Regions from separate parts of the Rattus norvegicus genome. Here region 1 is linked to region 2. The links are chromatin contacts, called in public Hi-C maps. All regions are on one chromosome and are shown on one strand. Each heading gives the region's core, a stretch centred on a gene start, on an enhancer-like site or on the middle of the called end of the contact. The rest is flanking DNA. Distances are from core to core; before and after follow the strand shown. Region 1 holds the start of Pex10 (peroxisomal biogenesis factor 10). Region 2 holds the start of Tnfrsf14 (TNF receptor superfamily member 14).

Region 1 (6,366 bases), core at 2,546-5,045, 130 kb before region 2:
CTACACGTGTGAAGCAAGATGGTAAGTGTAGCAAGATATGTGCACCCAACATGTGCCATTCACTTGCCCTTAGTCAGGCCTCAAGTGCGGAAGGCTGGGACCTCTAACCCCAGGCATGGCTCATATCCCACAGAACTGTTAACAAGATGCCCACCTCCCCACCCCCAACTCAGAGAGCTTTGGGAGGTCGGGGCAGCGGAACTGCCACAGGTCCCAGGCCGGGAGCATGCGTACCTTGGTGTTGCACCACTCGGTAATGCACTCCCAGCAGAAGAGATGGCCACAAGGTGTGGCTGTGGAGTGTCTTCGCTCCTCCAAGCACAGGGTGCAGAGTGGGGCTCTACAAACTGCTCTGTCCTCAAGGGAACTCCTATGGGGGTAAGTACACAGGTGAGTACCTTCCACAAAATCAGGGCATGCCACAGCACCTCAGCTCTCCCCCACCTACCCTCACCCCCACCCGCACACCTGCGGTGGGACAGATTTCGGTGCAGCCTCCACTCCTTCCTGGCTCGCTGCTTCTGCCTGAAGCTGTACAACTGCAGCCCCAGTGACAATGCCAGATGCAGCAGGGAGATGAGTCCCAGCAGTCGGTAGCTAGTGCAAGCCCTCAGGTCCTCTCCCGGCAGGCGGCGAGTGCGGAGCTGTTAAGACAGGTGAGCTTGGCCATCAGGATCCCGTAGGACCTGGCCTGTGTCTGCTGGAGGGTGTATGTTCAGCCAGCCCTCCTCTTGGCTACTGGCAGTGTCCCAAGAACAAGGACCAACAGGGTGATAGGTTTAAGTAGTGATGGAGAACCCTAGCTAGCTGTAGGGTAATCTTTAGGTACTAGCTGCATAGATAAAAACTGAGCCAGGGGGCTGGAGAGATGGCTCAGTGGTTAAGAGCACTGGCTGCTCTTCCAAAGGTCCTGAGTTCAATTCCCAGCAACCACATGGTGGTTCACAACCATCTATAACAGGATCTGATGTTCTCTTCTGGCATGTAGATAGAGCATTCATGAACATTAAATAAATAAATTAAAAAAAAACAAAAACAAAAACTGAGCCAGGAGTCTAGACCAGGAAAATGGGTGAAGATTCTAGAGCTGTTTGGAGACTACTTCAGAGGAAGGGAAGGAGCCCAAGGAAGAGCAGGGTGGAGAAGAGCAAGGAAACCTGGGCAGGCAGATACTGTTCCTCTGACACTGGCCCTCAAGGATGCTGTCCAAGCCTTTGCTGTAGCAAGGCGTAACTCCCATGCACATCACAACAGAACGTGCGGTCTTCACTTCCCGCCTTCCCACTGGTAGGACAGGAGCCTCTGCCAGCAGGCCAGACTCTGGGCAAGAACCTGAACTTGACACCCTCTGGAATAGGTGCCTGTCCCCAGACAGTGAAATGGACATAGCCACAAGTCCACAGTGAAGAAACTGCTGAGGCCAGACCTAAGTGCACTCAGTCACGTGCCCAAATCTGCTGTCCCATCTTTAGTTTGTGGAAACTGGGCCTTTTAGGAAAATATAACTGAACAAACCCCACTCTTTCCCAAGCACAGAGTTTCAGTTGCAACTTGGAAGCAGAGCGCTTGGCTGTGATCGTGTCAGCATGGGTCCCAAATGAGCTGCTCAGAGGACCCCAGCCTGCACACCAGTCCCCTTGGCACTGCTACTTACATAAGTGATCCCTGCCAGTCTCTTGGCCAGGTGGTAGAAGGTACCATGGATATAAAACCAAGCCACATGGAGCCGGTGGAGGCAGGCGAAGCCCTGTCTCAGGATAAAGACTGCCCGCTGGAGGGCCCTCCTCTGTTGTTCAGTCAGGGTAGCTGCGTGGTGACGCACCCAGCGCCGTGCCCCTGACCGGCTGCGTCCTCCGGGTAGCAGACTCCCCTGGGAGGCCCGGGTGCCGTCGCCCTCAGCTTGCAGCTCCTGCTCCAGGGGCAGCAGTGCCTTGTCTAGCAGGTAGGGCAAGACAGCATGCAGGGCAACCAGCACTCCACGTCGGAGCCTGGAGGGCACACGCTGCCGGGATGGGTCCACTTGGATGATCCCGACGTACTCCTCTCCAAGTGTCTGGTAGCCTGAGGATTAATGCACGGTGGTGAAGGTCCAGGGACAAGCTTCTAGGCCGGCTTGTGTCCCCCCAGCCTCACCAGTCACCCCGAGACCTAGCCAAGGCTACCACAACTTGTTAAACCCCACTGTGGCCTTGCTGTGAACTCACGATGTCACACAGACTGCCACTCTGGAACAGGTCTTGTTTCCCCTGTCAGTTCCCTTCCTTCTTTACTGTTTCCCAGTCCTTCCTCTGTCAAACCCTTATCCCCTTGTCCAAGTGATGGGATCTAATCTTGTGGCTTTTCTACCTTCCAGATTGGCTCAGTCTGCATCTGGCTCAGTCCTAAGTATCAGGCATACATACAGCTGCTTACCTGATACTGTCACACGGAGTGAGATAAAAAGCCCTTACGCCTGCCCCGATTGAAGCTTCTTGTAGTTCACCCTGTAGAAGATGAAGCCTGACCTCCTGTCTCTGAAGCCAGACCTGTGGTGTACCTTGTGCTCTTTATCTATGTGTCTCACTGTGACCCTGCTCATAGGCCATAGCAACCTCTGTCCCCCATGTTAGTGTCTTGCTTTGTATCTTGCAATGCCTCACATCCCATACAAAGGAAAGTCCCATTCTGCTGAGAGGCCTTTAAGAATCTGGGGCAGTACCCCGTCTGGCCACTGTCTTCCTTCCCTGAGACTAATGCAGGTGATTTCCAGGAGCTGCTCAGTTTGCCTGGCAGCCTTCCCCATCCCCTGCAGACCTGGATAGGTTGTGGGCCCCTCCGTGCCAAGGACCCGCCAAGCACAGCTACCTGCAATTGTGGTGAGGCCAAAGTAGGCTATGTCTGAGAGCAACTCGATCTCTTTCCTCCATTCCAGCCATTTCTTTGCACCTGAGAGGAGAAAAATATTAGCTCTGGAGAGGTGAAGTGGTTCACTTAAGATCACTCCCCCAGTTCCCAGGGGTCAGGTAAAGTCCATGTCAAGTCCCTTCTGGGTCGACCCTTAACAACTCTTTCCCTTCACCACCTCTGCTGCCCCGGTTGACCTGAATGACTCCGAGACGAAGACCACCTCTTTTTTTTTTTTTTTTTTGGTTCTTTTTTTTTTTTCAGAGCTGGGGACCGAACCCAGGGCCTTGCGCTTCCTAGGTAAGCGCTCTACCACTGAGCTAAATCCCCAGCCCCCGAAGACCACCTCTTAAGAACCCCTCAACTGTAACTGTCGAGTTAGGAACTGTTAGGCTCTAGCCATGGGGCCCCAGGAAAGTCTAGGTAGCGCTAAGAACATAAGTCAGAGGCGACCTGTTTAGCATCAAATCTCGTCTCTCTGAAATCCCAAATCCCTGCCTATGAGATCCACGTATCTACCAATGAGAGTAATAATGTTAGGTCCAACCTGTAGGAGCGTTTGGGGAGTAAATGGGCAAATGCTTGAGAAACACTTTTAGTTGGCACTGCCAGGCAGAGACCTGCAATGTGTTCAGCAGTGTGTATGTCTGTTTTGATCCCCGCTTTCCTAACGAGCTTTGGAGCTGCCGCCGGTCTGGGTGCCCGGAACGCTCACCCGCTAGGCTGTGCAGCGCTCCACCCGCCGCGCTCCGCAGGCCTCCCAGGTAGTACTCGTCCTTCTGCGCCGCCCGGATCACTTCTGGAGGACCCGCCTGCGCCATGGCTCTACTCGGTCGGTGAGCTCGCACCGCGCCGGCGCACCTCGTGGGCGGGGCCTGTGACGCTCGACGTACCTCTGTCGTGGGGCGCAGGCCGCAAAGACCACGAGGGCGAAGGCGGGGCCTAGGCGTGATATCCGTGGAGGCGGGGATAAGGGCGGGACCATGCAGGAGGGGCGGGGATACTCAGGGAGGGGTGTGGCCTGTGCTTGGAGGGTGGAGCCTCACAGTGAAGTGGCGTATACTGACAGGGACATGTGGGTAGAACCCCTAGAGAGCTCAGCCTCTCAGGTGAGTTTTTGGCCTGATTCAGGTCCCGTTTTCTGGCAGGAGGTACGTGTCTCTGGGACTGCAGGGGTGAACCTTTTAGGATAGCCCCGTGATCCCAACGGACTATGAAAGTCCCCAGTTCCCGTTTGGAGTTCCTCTCGCTGCCTATGCCCTGGTTTCCTCTGCTTGGGTTGGGCAATTTCAGATAGTACCTTTGACCACTGCCAGGAGGCAGTCACGGCTCATGCAGAGGCACAAGCTTCTGGCCAAATCAAATATGACAGTTCGAAATGCAGATTCTTTGAAGGCCCGAGGCTGCTTTGTGTCCCTGGAAGACTTTTCTCTTCAAACTCAGAAGCTCACTTCTAGCATAACCATGGTATATGGCCTGTATTAAGTGTCCCCTCCTGGACTGATCCTTACACCCGACTGCATTTTTGGATTCTCTCAGTTATCGGGAACAAGACCAGAAAAACCATTCAAGTATCTGTTGTTTCCAGAGATTCGGCTTAAATGTGCTTCTCCAGGGGCTCAAATCCTAGGCACAGACCTCGTCTCAACTGTTTACCAGTGCCTTGACCCTCAGGTTCCTCCTTTGTGGGCTGTATAATAAAACACTCCTCTCAAGGATTCTTCCTAAGCGACAAAACCCAGGATGACCAGCAGGTGGAGCCATCAGCCCATTTTTCTACCAGTTTGGGCAGCTAAAGATTATTAACCCAAAGAGATTCCACGTAGATTGGGGAAACAAGAAGCCTTTCAGTGAGGAGAGAAAGTGGCAGGGCAAGTGCCCTGAGAATAGTGACATCATTGTAGATCAGCTCTCTGGGTTCCCAGATGACCATATGGCCTCGAGTCCCCCTTTGCTTCAGTGTTTCAGGGTTCCAGAATATCTAAGGTGGTGGTAGAACAAGAGCTCTTGCTTGCTGAAGAGTAATGTGCCCCTTGCCACCTCCCTTTGACTACCCCTTTCCTGAAGCCCAAAGGGCCTGAGCCTGCACCTGTGACTTTGCTCCTTGTAAACTCTTCCCTCTGCTTCAAGGATGGAGGACAGAAAGGTCAGGCTCCTGAGGGTTTTAGGGAAGGCACCAGAGGTGTGTCAGAGTGCTTGACAGTTCTAGTTCTGGCCCTGACTCTCCCATATGCACCTCCCGGTCTGCTTGAGGGCCACCCCAATCTGTGAGACAACCATAATTCCCTCTTGTCAATTGCAGTGACATTCCCTGGGGACACTTCACTGGAGCATCTCTGGGCTGGGCTTTGACTGCCCGCCTTGGGGCCCTCCCGAGCTCTGTGAGGGACAAGGTATGGCTTGTACATTCCTTCACTTGGTGAGCCTCAGGTTTCTGGTTATAGACCAGAAATAATGGCAGTAACCAGTTGGTGTCTACTGAGAGCCCATTATGCCAGCTCTGACTACAGGGATTGTCTGGGCACACATAGAGATGCAGGTTGGTAGTGGATTTGGGACAGGAAGGAATTCTGCGTCTCTGACACAGAAGCTTCTGGAGCAAAGGTCAGCCACCCTTGAGGCAGCGTTTACAGTTTTGTCTCTCAACAACTGCTTCTAAAGTCATACACACTGGGAGTTTTGTTGTCCTGCCTGATGTCCTTGACCACGGATGGCCACTCTGTTTTCTGATTTTATTAAATTAAATTATATTTACTGTGTGTGTCGTATGCATGTGTGTATATGCATGTTTGTATATGTATGGGCATATGTAGATGTGTGGTGTATGAGTGTGTGTGTGCACATGTGAGTGAGTGCATGTGTGTGAGTGTGTGCATGTGTGCATGTGCATATGACTGCTTGTGTGTGCATATGTGAGTGTGCATGTGTGCACATGTGTGTGCATGCATGTGAGTGTGTGTGTGGGGGGGCCCAGGGATGATATCTGGCATCCTCCTGGATTGCTCTTCCACCTTCTTCATTGGAGTAGGGTCTTTGAAACAAACCCAGAACTTACCCACATGGCTAGTCCTCTTAGCTAACTTACTTTGGGATCCTCCACCTGCAAAGGTTGAAATTTCAGGTGGGCCACCTCATCCATCAGATACTTATTTATGTGGGCTCTAGGGATCTGGACTCTGCTCTTCATACTGGTGCAACAAGCATTTTTTTTTTCCACTGAGCTCTATTGCCAGCCCTATCTGAGAATTTTTAATATAGTTCTGTTGTTATGGAGGCCAGGGACAGAGTAAGCCAGAACTTGGGAGAGCCCTGGGAACATGGAGGGGATGCCGAGCAGGTGGCTCCTCTGTATCTGCTCTGTGCCCACCCCCACCCCACCTCTGCACCCCAGGTTAAACCTTCTAGCACCAACTAGCTGACTTATCAATGAAGGCACACTTAGACTTCCCTTTGCCCGAGTGTCTTTGATTCCTTGCAAATCTT
Region 2 (5,739 bases), core at 2,616-5,115:
GCAGAGGCTCAGCTCTGCTGTCATGTCTTGGCTCAGGGTGCCTTTGTGTGAGGTGGGAGGCTGCAGCGTTCTTATCGCTTGTAATGTATCCCTAAGCACTGCCTGGACACAGGCGTGGATAGAGGGTGCATTTATGGGCCCAGGATGGGGCAGTATGGCAGGAGAGAGTGGATGCAAGCACTTCTATCGAAGTGGGTTCCTGGAACTCAGGGCTCATAGGAAGTAGCCAGAAAGGTCAAGCGTGGACAGCTGCTTCTGTCCCGGTTCCTGACTCTAGCTAGTCCCAGAGGAAAGTGGCCAAAAGTAAACAGGGACAAGGTAGAGAAGAGGTCTACTGTGAACACCAAACTGAGTGTTCACCAGACTGTGGCAAGGTGTCTGTCTGAGGCAGCAGCCTAGAGCTTGGAGCTAGAGTCTGTTCCAGAGAACAAGAGCGGCAGCTGTCACGCGCTTCTGCTTCAGCCTCTGAATCCTGGAAAGCCCCAGGCTGCTGATCTCTGCAACGACTACCTGACTAGTTGGCAGACAGTAGATCTGTCTTGTTTGTAGATCCTGCTCCCCACCCCCTTTCCAGTCCACCTTCACCAGGACAACTGGAGTGGCAGTTCCCTCCCAGATCTCATCTATCCCAGCACTGCTCTGTCTCTGTGGTTAGCCTCCTTCCTTCTTACCTCTCAACAGTTCCCTCCTGGATAACCTTAGAGTCTATTCCTCAGAGCCACTCTGTCCACTCTCCACACAGTACACAGCTCTCAGTGCAGAATGTCTGTGTTCATGGCTGGCACTAACAGCTCCCTGCATGCCTGACCAACAGTGGACCTGATGGTTCAACTTGTGTCCTTAACAGAGAATTCCCTCCCCTCTGTCTTTTTCATCCTTCAGAAACTCATTTGTCATGTACGGCCCACAGGAGTCTTGAGCACCCAACTATGGCAATCTGGCTCTTAGGAGGGGTCTCCTCCCTGGGGACACTCAGGTAAGGAGAACACTAGGATCTCACCTTCTCCTTCTAGGACTGAGATCAAATTTGTTTTTCCCAATTCACTTTCTTCCAATTCACTACCCGTACTCACTACAAGAGAAAGAAGAAATGCCATGGGGGAAATTCCAGATGTGTCAGCACATCAGAGTGACATCAGGGCTTGGCACCGCTACAGAGATCAGAGCGGGACTAGGAGAAGTCCTCCAGAGAATGGCTGGGTGACCGGGGTAGGATTTGGGGAGAAGCTGTGGCCTGGGTCTTCCGCTCCTGCGGAGGTCAGAGGCTTTGTATAGGCATCTGTGTCTGTGTTCAGATCTCCTCTGTTGTAGCTTCCCATCTGCAGCTGGGAGAAGAGCTGTGCTCAGGGTGGTCTCCACAACCCCTGGGATCAGGTGGTTGACCTCAGGGCCTCTGAGCTCAGGGTCTGGATGAAACAGCCAAAGGTATCAGGGTGGTTGTAGAGAAAATGGAGACATGATGGCATCCCTCCATCTGTCAGGTGGCAGAAATGAGGGGGTGAAGGTAGCAGGTGATATCCAGGAGAAAATGCTTTGGTGGTGGGTAAGACCCAGAGCCAGTCTCTGCTGTCTGGTTTTGTCACTGGGGGCCAGAATAGAGCCATCTGGTGATGGGCATGGGACATCCTGGGTTGAAGGAGTAGCAGGTCACCCCTAGTTTTTATTCAAGAGGCGATTAGGTAGTCCTACACAGTAATCCTTCAGAGGTTGAAGAGTTATAAGGCGTGGAAATGGGCCTCAGAGAAGACCTCAATGAAGACACAATGTTTGGGTTCAGATTCACCACAGATAACATCTAGGGGACACTGCCCAGCCTTCTCAGACCCAAGGCTTTTATGCTGGTGTCCGGCGGTGGAGCATGAACAACCTAGCACTCCTCACTCAGCCAGACACTACATGGTGCCCGTAAATCCTCGTTCCTGGTTTCCCAAGAGGACGACGATCTTGGATTGTTAATCTCCGGGAATGGTGGTTTGGGAGCTTGGTAGAGGTTTTGTGTGGCCGTACCAGGTTCAGGGATCTCACCTACCTCATTTGAATCCTCTGGCTTCCCACCCTGGGGCATGTCTCGGAGAACCCACAGACATGGAGATACACTTGCAGTCCAGAGCCTTCTGTGTGTTCTGAGGTACCTGTGAGCTGTGGGGCTTTGGCCATTTCCCAGTGCTCACCCGTGGGGTGGGGGTATAAGATCTGCCTCTTCACTAGGAGACCACCACATCACTGTGTTGGACTGTCAGAGGCTGTTCACTCTGCGTTGTCTACTACAGAGGCACACAGACGGATGTGTGGGACAGCCTCTGTAACATAGAGCAGAGTGTGTGTGTGTGTGTGTGTGTGTGTGTGTGTGTGTGTGTGTGTGTGTGTGGTCCCTTTCGGGTGGGATTCTGGAGGACTGTGGACTAGAGCACTGGCTAGTTTCATGTAACTTGACACAAGCTAGACTCGTCTGAAAGGAGGGGATCTCAATTGAGAAAAAAAAATGCCTCCATAAGATCAGGCTGTAAGACATTTTCCTAGTTATTGACTGATGGGGGAGGGTCCAGCTCACTGTGGGTAGTAGTATCATCCCTGGGCTCTGGTGGTCCTAGATTTTTATAAGAAAGCAGGCTGAACAAGTTGTGGATAACAAGCCGGTAAGAAGCACCCCTGCATAGCTTCTGCATCAGCTCCTGACTCTAGGCACCAGCCCTACTTGAGTTCCTGTCCCGACTTCCTCTGGCCATGGACTACAATGTGGATTTGCAACCCAAATCAACCCTCACCTCCTTGAGTTGCTTTTGGTTATGGTGTTTCTTCACCACAACAGTAATCAAAACTCTTGAGTCGAGAACCAGAGAGAGCTGTTGGTAGGTGTTCAGGGCCAGGTGTTCTCTAGCCTGGTCCACACAGTTCACTGGAACAGGGTGTGTTCTAGGTGTGGGCAGGACAGGGCAATGAGGAAAACCAGCCCAGGGCTGGGGTGCCAGCCCAACCTAGGAGGGTGGTGATCAATTCAGCTGGATGGGAGCAATCATGTGTGGTTAGTTTTAACGGTCAGTGGGCAGGGATGGGGGGGGAGGAAGTAGCACAGATCAAAGAATCTTGAGGAGCTTGATTTCCTGTGTTCCTCTGGAGTTCCTTAGTCCTCTTTGGAGCCTAGGTCTATAGTAGGCCTCCAGCCCAAGGCTTACTGATACTGAGCCCATGACCTCAGCCGGTGGCTGTGGTTAAAAGCCCAACACACCACCCTGTAGTCCTCCTCGCAGCTCCCATCCTCATCTGCAGATGGAAAATAAGTCTGCTCTGCCTGGTCCCTCTCAGGGGACGGTTAGAGAGGCCCACGGCCTGCTCGAGTTTGATAAGAAGCCCAGCTTCACCCTTAGAAGATAAAGCTCCTGTTCCTAGGGCCTTCGGTGCTCAAGCGTGTGAAGCGTAAAGGCTGAGGAACCGCGGTGAGCAGTGGTAGTGGGGCTATCCCTGACGTGGTGTCTGGGAAGTGACTAAACCTTCTAGGGGAGGGTCCTGTGAGAGGGGTGTGTTGGGAAGTGGGTCAAAAGACCAAGTTCCCAGTTCCCTGAGGGGTTCCTATTTCAGACTGTCTATCAGAAAACTCGAGGTAAGCACCAAGGTGTTGGCAGTGACCTGGGAGACAGAAATACTTTCAGAGGGTATATATACCATATATATATATATATAAAATATATATATATTATACACACACACACACACACACACACACACACACACACACACATGGGCTGGGAGAACGTGCTAGTTTCCTTGTCTGAGGCTGAGGCTCTGGACTTTGGTGCTTTCCAGCACCACACCCCATGTGTATTTGACGTCCCCCATCTGCTCAGTCAGAGAAACTGCATTCTCTCTCACTTTTAGTTTTAGCTGGGGCTCATGAGAGTGTGTGAGGAGGTCCAAAGTCCATGGGGCTCCTGGCCTGCAGTGTCTTGATTAAGAAAATGGAACCTCTCCCGGGATGGGAGTCGTCACCCTGGAGCCGGGCAGACAACACCTTCAGGCTGGTGAGTTCTTGAGCCCTTTACAGCCTCTTAGCTCTGTCCTTCCAGCCTGACTCCAGCCACAGATCACCCCCCCCAGCATTTCCTGTCCCTCTGCTCTGTCTGGATAGCTAGCTCATGGAGGCTGTTTGTTGCTGAATCTCCAACAGATCTCTGGAGATAACTAAGAACAATCTGAGGTTGGGAGGCTACAGGCAGACCGGGCCTCTGCTCCCACTGTCCCCCCACTGGACTCCACTCACAGACATCAGCTATGGCTCTCTTTCAAGGGAAGGTGGTGGTGCCATGGGGATAGTAGCTCTTGGTAGACCCTGGAGAGCCCTTGGCAGACCCTAGGCTGTCTTGGACAGGCCCTGTAGCCAGAGGCCAACCTTATGCAGCTCCGTTCCTGAGGATAAGCACCTTCACTCAGTGGAGCTAGAGATCAGGGTAAGCTAGCAGGAGCCAGAGCGTCTAACCTGTTTGCTCAAGTAGGATACACTAACTATCAGTGAGCCACCCCACACCCCCCAACCAGCCCTCAACCCCACCCCTGCCTCAGGATTCTGAAGAGCCTGTTCCCAGCCCCGGCTAACCTTGCTGCCTCTCAGGCTGAAGGCACACAATGAAGGCAGACCTGGGCCCCAGCCCCTCCTCCAGAGACACTGCAGTTGTAGGCTGATACTTCCTCATTGCAAGGAGCAGAGCAGCAGAGTGTGAACTGAGGGCCTGGGCCAGCCTGGGGGAGGGAGCCACAGAGATGGAGGGAGTCCTCTCCTGCAGCACTCATCTGCTCTCCCAGGTGCCGTGTGTCTTCCTTTTGAACTTGTTGCAGTGTATCTCTGCCCAGCCCTTGTGCAGACAGGAGGAGTTTTCTGTTGGGGATGAGTGCTGCCCCATGTGCAATCCAGGTAGGAGCTCCCAGGAGGCAGTGCTATACCAGGGAGGAACTCCTGTCCTGAGTCTCTGGGCCTCTGGGTCCTCGGTCCAATGGCTATACAGGGTCCAGTTCAGGGATAGTCAGTGCCTGGCAGCCTGCAGTCAGTCGGTCAGCATCTGGGATCTTTGAAGTTGCACTGCCCGGGGTGGGCCTAGGGGATAGGGCAGGTTCTGTGTCAGTATAACCAGAGGCTGAGACTGAAAGTGGGCTGGGGTCAGAACCAGTTCCGAGTGATTTAAAAGGCCCTACCACCAGCTTCTGAATTACTCATAGAGGGAGCACAGAAGGCATATGGGCCAACAAGTCCTGTGGGACCTTAGTTGCGGCTGGTGCCGTACTTGTTGGACCCACATGAGGGTTCAGGGACGGCTTCTGTAGGTTACCCCCCCCCCAACCCTGCTGAGGAACTGTGGGTCCTGGCTGCAGGTTACCATGTGAAGCAGGTCTGCAGTGAGCATACAGGCACAGTGTGTGCCCCCTGTCCCCCACAGACCTATACCGCCCATGCGAATGGCCTGAGCAAGTGTCTGCCCTGCGGAGTCTGTGATCCAGGTAGGAGCTCCTGAGGAGGTGGGGCGCGCTGGAGGACTTGAACTCAGGCCTTGGTTCTAGAAGGGGGTAACTTACCGAGCTGCAGGCTTACCTTCCTACTATTGTCAGCAGGTCCTCAGGGTGTCTGCCCTCACTCTTGTCACTGAGACTCCACTGTCTGCTGCTTTCTCTCCCCTTCTGTCTGGTTCATGTGGGTGATGAGAGGCTCTTTCCTGCCTCAGTTTCCTTGCCCATGAAAGAGCTCTTACATGGGGT

What was found. A called contact is a pair of places that touch in the nucleus more often than the background predicts.
Region 1: a contact with region 2 is called in a Hi-C map of liver, with 7 times the contacts expected there. The contact joins the promoter of Pex10 here to the promoter of Tnfrsf14 in region 2. A contact is called at or near these places in 9 of 12 Hi-C or Micro-C datasets (the A7r5 cell line, the Rat2 cell line, Schwann cells and 5 more).

What each region holds. Positions count from the first base shown.
Region 1 is chr5:170,907,565-170,913,930 of GRCr8, reverse strand. Pex10 (peroxisomal biogenesis factor 10) reads right to left here and starts at 3,795. Exons shown (of 6, transcript NM_001109405.1): 1 at 3,599-3,795; 2 at 2,845-2,925; 3 at 1,655-2,061; 4 at 469-644; 5 at 235-370. The coding sequence starts at 3,704.
Region 2 is chr5:170,774,172-170,779,910 of GRCr8, reverse strand. Tnfrsf14 (TNF receptor superfamily member 14) reads left to right here and starts at 3,865. Exons shown (of 8, transcript NM_001015034.1): 1 at 3,865-4,016; 2 at 4,795-4,903; 3 at 5,359-5,484. The coding sequence starts at 3,954.